Regions from separate parts of the Mus musculus genome. Here region 2 is linked to region 1. A link is a contact called in public Hi-C data. All regions are on one chromosome and are shown on one strand. The core of a region is the stretch at or near the end of the contact, and the rest is flanking DNA. Distances in the headings are between cores, read along the strand shown.

Region 1 (3,342 bases), core at 427-2,926:
AAATTGGCTGATGTTGGCACCTGCACCTCCGTCTATGCGCCCCCAGCCCCCGAACAGCGAGAACACCTTTATGAAAAAAGGTGTTTGATAAAACAAAATGAAAAGTGGCATTCTTTTCTTTGTTTGCAAATCTCAATAATATCTGACTTTTTGAAGATTGGTTCTCATCTTCCATATTCAGTACGTTGACTGTCACATGTCATTGTCATTGGAAACTACTAAACACTTGTAAAAAATTAACATGAAAAGGCAAACACCTTAATATTCTAAAACTACATTTTAAAGATTTGTTTACTTATTTTATGTATGTGAGTACACTGTAGCAGTACAGATGGTTGTGAGCCTTCATGTGGTTGCTGGGAATTAACTTAAGACCTCTGCTGGCTCCAGCCCCTGCTCGCTTCAGCCCAAAAATGTATTTATTATTATATGTGTACACTGTAGCTGTCTTCAGACACACCAGAAGAGGGCGTCAGATCTCATTATGGATGGTTGTGAGCCATCATGTGGCTGCAGGGATTTGAACTCAGGATCTTCAGAAGAGCAGTCAGTGCTCTTAACCGCTGAGCCATCTCTCCAGCCCCCTAAAATTAATTTTTTTTTTTTTTTGGTTTTTCGAGACAGGGTTTCTCTGTATAGCCCTGGCTGTCCTGGAACTCACTTTGTAGACCAGGCTGGCCTTGAACTCAGAAATCTGCCTGCCTCTGCCTCCCGAGTACTGGAACTAAAGGTGTGCGCCACCACGCCCGGCTTAAAAATAATTTTTATCTTACATGCTCAGAGAGGCTTGAGCACCAGGTGTCTTTGGACCTTTCATTAAGAATTACTGGTGTTAGGGCTGAGGGAAGGGTGGTGAAGAGAAAGCAAGGACAGTTTCTCTCATCGTCTTAGCTCTGAGTGAGTGCGATAGGTTGGAAAGGTTAAAAAAATGAGGATGAAGGAGAGGTGCTCGGAGCCCAGAGGTGGCCTGGGAGGAAGATAGAGCTGCTTTGCCAGCTTCCTGTCACTGTAACGGGTTACCTGCTGCAGGGTCCTTATGAAGGAAAGAACTTCAGCACTGTCACGGGCTAACTCATGAAAGAAAGAGGGTCCTTTTGCCTGTTCAGTCCTGTGATCAGGCGACACTTTGGCTGAGCCTCTGATAGTCTATCTTGGTGTCAGTATGTGTCAAAACAAGCTGTCATTTTTAGAGCCAGGAACAGAGAGACAGGGAAGGACTGAGGGAGAGACTAAGGGAGCAAGCCCAATGGCTTAAGGACCTCCCATAAGACACACTTCTTAAATGTCCACACCCCCAGCAGCCCCACTCTGAGATCAAGCCTTTGCATATGGATTGGAGACTCTCCCAAAGTGTAGCTCTTGCTGCTAAAGGTTTTCTCTTCCTTTTCTAGTACATGTTTGAAGCTTTTTTTTTTTTTTTTTTTTTTTTGGCAAAAGATTGTACTCCTTCTGTAAAAGTTCATTTCTGAGAATTTCTGGTAATTGATTTATATCTGTAACATAGAAATTGTGGCCATTAAAGTAATTTTTAGTGGATGAATAGTTGGCCTTCAGCCTCTCTGTCTTTACTTCGTTATATCTGCTGTCTTTGAAGCATGCCTAGGAACCACTCTGGTATGTCAGGCAGGGCACAGTGAATCAGACAGAGATGTGTTCTCTGGGTGCAACAGCTATTCACTAGGACTAATGATTAACTGTGCCATCAATGCCCAGGCTCATAGTCAACAAAGCAAGCCAGCTTTTCCCCCTGTGATGATTGATTGATGAAGTGGTTGCTTTTAGTCTGTTTGTTTTGTTGTCTTTTGAGACAGGATCTCTCGTGTAGTCCCGGGTGTCCTGAAACTCTGACTTGTAGAACAGAATGACCTTGAACTCAGAGATATTCCTGCCTCTGCCTCTGCAAGTGCTGAGATTAAATGCGAGTGCCTTTGCATCTGGCTGTGATAAGTGTTTTATGTTTGAATTACTTCATTTGATCTCTTAGCCACCCAATAAGGTAATTCTGTTATCCTGGTTTCTCAGAGGAAGAAACTACCACAGCTGGAAGGTGACACAGCAAGGATGTAAAGGCAGGCAGATCCCACCCCTGGCTCTGGGCTGCTGTGCTCTATTTCTTCCCCCAGTGCAGGCTGTACAGCAGCTGGCAGCCAGGAATCAGTGAGTTTATGTCGAATGTACTTTCTCTGCTGTGATCAAATGGAAGTATCTATAGCGTTGAAATTCTCTGCGCTTTAGGAAAAAGACGTCGACGTGGTGGAGCACAGTAGCAGGCTGCCTCAGCGTGGGAAGCCCTGTTTATTTCCGGTCAGGTGCTCAGGAGTTTGGAGAGCCCGGATGGTGGAAACTTGTTCATAACAGACCCCCAACCATGAGGCCGGAGGGAGAGAAGCTGGCTGCCTCCACCTTGAAAGTGAAAGGTAAATTGTGAGAAGTCCCAGCCTGGGCCCGAGACTCCCCAGCGCCCACTTGCTGCCTCTGGGGCTGTGAGCAGGACAGTTTCACAGGCTCAGGGGTTGAATACTATAGAAAACATACTGTCATTTCCTAAGGAAGTCACTCGTTTTGTCATCTCCTTTGGTGGCCTCCCCACCCTCTGTTCTTTCTGTTTGCCTGTCTTCATATGGTCTCTAGTCAAAGCTGTCCTGGGACTCACTTGTAGCACATGCTGGCCTTAGCTTTGAACCATCCTCCTGCCTCTGCCTCCCAAGGGTTGGGATTACCAGCATAAACCATTGCGTGAAACAGAAGGTTGTTTTCAGCCTGATCGCCTTTAAGCTTTTTATTGTAGAAATGGAAGCCCACTTGAAGGAGTAGAGAAGAGTGTGAGAGCCGGTCCTCCCTCACCTCAGCAGTGGTCACTCCAGTGTTGCCAGTGATCCGGTTCTCTAGTCCGACTCTCCGCTCATCTGCATCTTTGACTTGTTTAGAAACATTTTATCCTTAAATAGTTCAGTCTGTGTCTCTAGGATGTTCTTTCTCTTTATAGGATGACTGTGATGCCATTTTGTTTAAATAGCATTTTAACTCCTTATTATCACATGTTGATTTTTATTTTTTTAATCTAGAAAACTTTGATTTTTTGAGACATGGTTTCTTTGTGTAGCCTTGGGTGTCCTGAATCTAGCTCTGTAGACCAGGCTAGCCTCACCCCATAGAAATCTGCCTGCCTCTGCCTCCTAAGTGCTGGGATTAAAGGCGTGGGTCACCACCATCCAGCTAAACAACTTTTGAAAGCCTGCCTGCCATCTCAGTACTCTGGAGGTAGAGACAGGTAGATCTCTGTGAGTTCAGGTCAGCCTGATAGTGAGTTCCAGGCAGCCAGGGCTATCCCGTGAGATCCAA
Region 2 (3,383 bases), core at 511-3,010, 53 kb after region 1:
ATACCTTCTTCCAAAAAAAATTTTTTTTAAATTATTTTATTATTTTATGTGCATGAAGATTTTGCTTGCATGTATGTAAACCGCATATGTGCCTGGTGCCCTCAAAGGTGAGAAGAAGGTGACAGATCCCTTGGAACTAGAGTTATGGACTGTTGTGAGCTGCCATGTAGGTGCTGAGCAGGTGCTGAGAATTGAACCCAGGCCTCTGGAAGAGCAGCTAGTGTTCTTAACACCGAGTCATCTCTCCAGACCTTCTGATTATTTTCTCACTGTGCTAAGTTATAATTCATTAACAGATGCCCATTAGGGCATAGGGCTGTACAGGAAGCCCCAGGGTGCAGGCCTGTCTGCCCTGCCAGCTACTGGGCATCCCAGGGCAGAGATCTTGTCCTTGCCTGCCTGGGTCCTCATTTGACACAAAGGGTATGATTTTAGGAGTAGTGGCTTCCTAGTGTTGCTGTGGGACTGAATGGTTGTGTGTGTGTGACTTGGTTGTGTATAGTGTTCCACAGATGCTCAATAAATATCAACTTCTTTCATCCTGATGGTTTTTTGTTTCTTGTTTTAAAATGAAGTGTGATGGTGCATACCTTGGGAGGAAAGGGCAGGTGGATATCTGTGAGTTCAAGACCAACTTGGTCTATGTAGCAAGTTCCAGGCTAGCCAGAGCTACCCCTACCACCACTACCATCACCCACACACACATACACACACACACACACTACCCATACTCCAATAAAAGAATAAAGAAAAGGAAGATCAATAGTTTAGAACGCAACTTGTGGGCTGGAGAGATGGCTCAGCGGTTAAAAGCACTGACTGCTCTTCCAGAGGTCCTGAGTTCAATTCCCAACAACCACATGGTGGCTCACAACCATCTGTAGTGGGATCCAATGCCCTCTTCTGGTGTGTCTGAAGACAGCTACAGTGTACTCATATACATGAAAAAGTGAATAACTAATTCTTAAAAAAAAAAACAAACCTGACTTGTAGCAAGTATATACGAACACTTGGTATGAGTCTCTACACTCATCTCCCCTTGCAGGCACCAGTTCCTAGATGGACACCCATGAGACCAAGACACCAACAAGGTTTATTAGTCAGGCTCATGTTTAAGATTGTAGCTGTCCGGGGCTGGAGAGATGGCTCAGTGGTTAAGAGCACTGACTGCTCTTCTGAAGGTCCTGAGTTCAAATCTCAGCAACCACATGGTGGCTCACAACCATCCTTAACAAGTGTCTGAAGACAGCTACAGTGCACTTACATTAAATAAATAAATAAATAAATCTTAAAAAAAAACCAACAACAAGATTGTAGCTGTCTTTTACATATGCCTACACAGCACACCGGGTTACTGAGGTAGAGCAGACATAAGGACCAGCAAGACCTTAGGGCAGTAGGAAGGATTTTTCATAACCACTGGGGCCCTGAGAGGATTTCTTGCCTAGCAGAGGTGGAAAATGACCTCGAGAGGCCAGCAACTGTGCAAGTCTGAAGACCAGACTTCAAATCCCTTGCACCCTTAGGTATCTGCTCCCAGGCGGAGACTGGGGGATTCTGTGGGTACAGCCAAGGGGGAGGCCTTGAAGGTTCTGCTCAGCTTCTCAGGCAGGCGAGGTCTCCTGTTTGTCTCCCAAGGCTTGGTGTCTTCATCCACACTTCCTGGTTAACTGTGACAAACCGTGGGAGAGCCCTGGGCCCACCCGCTTCTCCCTGAAGGTGTTGCTAAGGGCTTAGTCATCAGAGGAGCCTTGGCCCATTTGCGCAATTACTGCAACTAAGAATGGTTTCACCCTTCCTCTGACTCTGTCACCTCTGGAAGCCACAGTAAACAGTTCTCGATCAGAGCTCAGCGCCAGAAACGTGGGCGGCGCCCTGCAAGGGGCACGGGACCACAGCTGCAAAAGAGCCTGGCACGGCTCAAGCCTTCGCTGCTTTCATGCCCAGATTCTTGGCTGGCTCTCTCAGCTTTACAGGGAAAGGCTCCTTTCTGTTAATTTGCTTGGCAAATATTTTTTGGCTGGTGTTCAGAGATGATTATGAGAAGTGTGTGGAGAGGCCAGATGTGGTCCCTAGAGTGGTAGTGGAAGATTCCAGAAGGCCTCAGGGTTGGGCAGAAGGTGTGCAGGGTTGGGTTGGGTGAGTCCTGGCCTGAAGACCTGGTAGCTGAGACAAACTGAGTGAGGGTGGAGACACAAAAACGTGCCCCTCACCCTGACCCCCAGGTCAGGCAGCAGGCCGTAGGCCGAAGGCCGCAGGCAGTACTTCTGAGAACGGATAGGAGCACTCGGGTATCTGGTGGACATGCCCTGCTCTCCCTGCAAACTGTCGCGAAGCCATCAATTGGCAATTGTAAGAGCTCCAAAAATCTCATGTCAACAGCTTATTGGAAGCACACCTAAACCGTAGTACAGACCTGATGAAAGAATCACAACTGATTATCAGCAAAATGCAAATCAAAACCGTGGGGACGGCAACTATCAAAACAAAACAGACAGAAAATAACTGGTGCCAGGAGGAGGGAGAGAAACGGGAGCCCGTGTGTGCTCAGTGAGAATGTAAACCATACAGCAGCTATGGAAAACAGTGCCACTGTTCATAACGAAACAAAGGGTAACATCACGGGGGCCCAACCGTTCTACTCTTGGACCCATACTCAATAAAAAGAGAGATTTGAAGTGTTATTTGTATATGCATTTTTTTTGTTTTATTTTTAATTTGTGTTTGTTTAGATTCCCACAGAGACCAGAAGAGGGGGTCAGATCCTTTGTGCGTGTGTGTGCGTGTGTGTGCATGTGCGTGTGTGTGTGTGTGTGTGTGTGTGTGTGTGTGTGTGTGTGTGTTTGTTTTGAGGGGGTGTTTGTTCACAATGGAATATTATTCAGCCTTTAAAAGGAAGGGAATTCCAGCATACGCTGTAGCTTGAGGACATTATGTTAAGTGAAATAAGCCAGACACAAAAGGACAAATAACACACAATTCTATTTATTTAAACAAGGCCTCTAAAGTTCTCAAGCTCATAAAGACAGTAAGTAGACAGCAGTTGCTAGCTGTTGGGGGGCGTGTAGGAGAGTATTGGTATTAGAGTTTCAAATTGGGCAGATGAACGTTCTAGAATCAGGAACAACAATTAATGTATTTAACCCTGAACTATACAGATAAAAATGGCAACCCGTCACTTCTATATTAATGAACCTTACAGCAATAACAGACATATAAGAAGGAAAAACATATAGTAAATATGACATAGGCCAAACAGCTCTTATTTTCGGCCTGGTGTAGCCTCAGACTGCTGGCTGGTCTGCTCTGCTGTGGGTGTGGGTGGATCAGGGGTGAAAGGGCTTTGTCACCACTGTGATTCCTACAGGAAGCCCTCAGGAGCT

The links. Hi-C and Micro-C count contacts between places; a contact is called where the count stands out from the background.
Region 2: a contact with region 1 is called in a Hi-C map of the AML12 cell line, with 2.0 times the contacts expected there. The contact joins two enhancer-like sites. A contact is called at or near these places in 1 of 15 datasets of contacts at CTCF or cohesin (the NIH/3T3 cell line), 11 of 484 Hi-C or Micro-C datasets (3T3-L1-derived adipocytes, the AML12 cell line, ECoMG-derived neutrophils and 8 more), 2 of 115 datasets of contacts at active chromatin or transcription factors (embryonic stem cells and pancreatic cancer cells) and 3 of 9 other capture datasets (adipose tissue, liver and pancreatic islet).

Annotation. Positions count from the first base shown.
Region 1 is chr2:144,386,940-144,390,281 of GRCm38.p6, forward strand. It overlaps Kat14 (lysine acetyltransferase 14), which reads left to right. Exons shown (of 11, transcript NM_181417.3): 5 at 2,236-2,417. Among named protein-coding and RNA genes, the nearest start is that of Kat14, 20 kb to the left of the region's middle. Within about 2 kb of position 1,677, at least 19 of the 459 cell types and tissues checked have an H3K27ac peak or open chromatin away from gene starts, as enhancers often do. A contact at or near this core is called in the AML12 cell line, where this site is marked.
Region 2 is chr2:144,439,746-144,443,128 of GRCm38.p6, forward strand. No RefSeq gene overlaps it. Among named protein-coding and RNA genes, the nearest start is that of Gm46768, 21 kb to the left of the region's middle. Within about 2 kb of position 1,761, at least 99 of the 459 cell types and tissues checked have an H3K27ac peak or open chromatin away from gene starts, as enhancers often do. A contact at or near this core is called in the AML12 cell line, where this site is marked.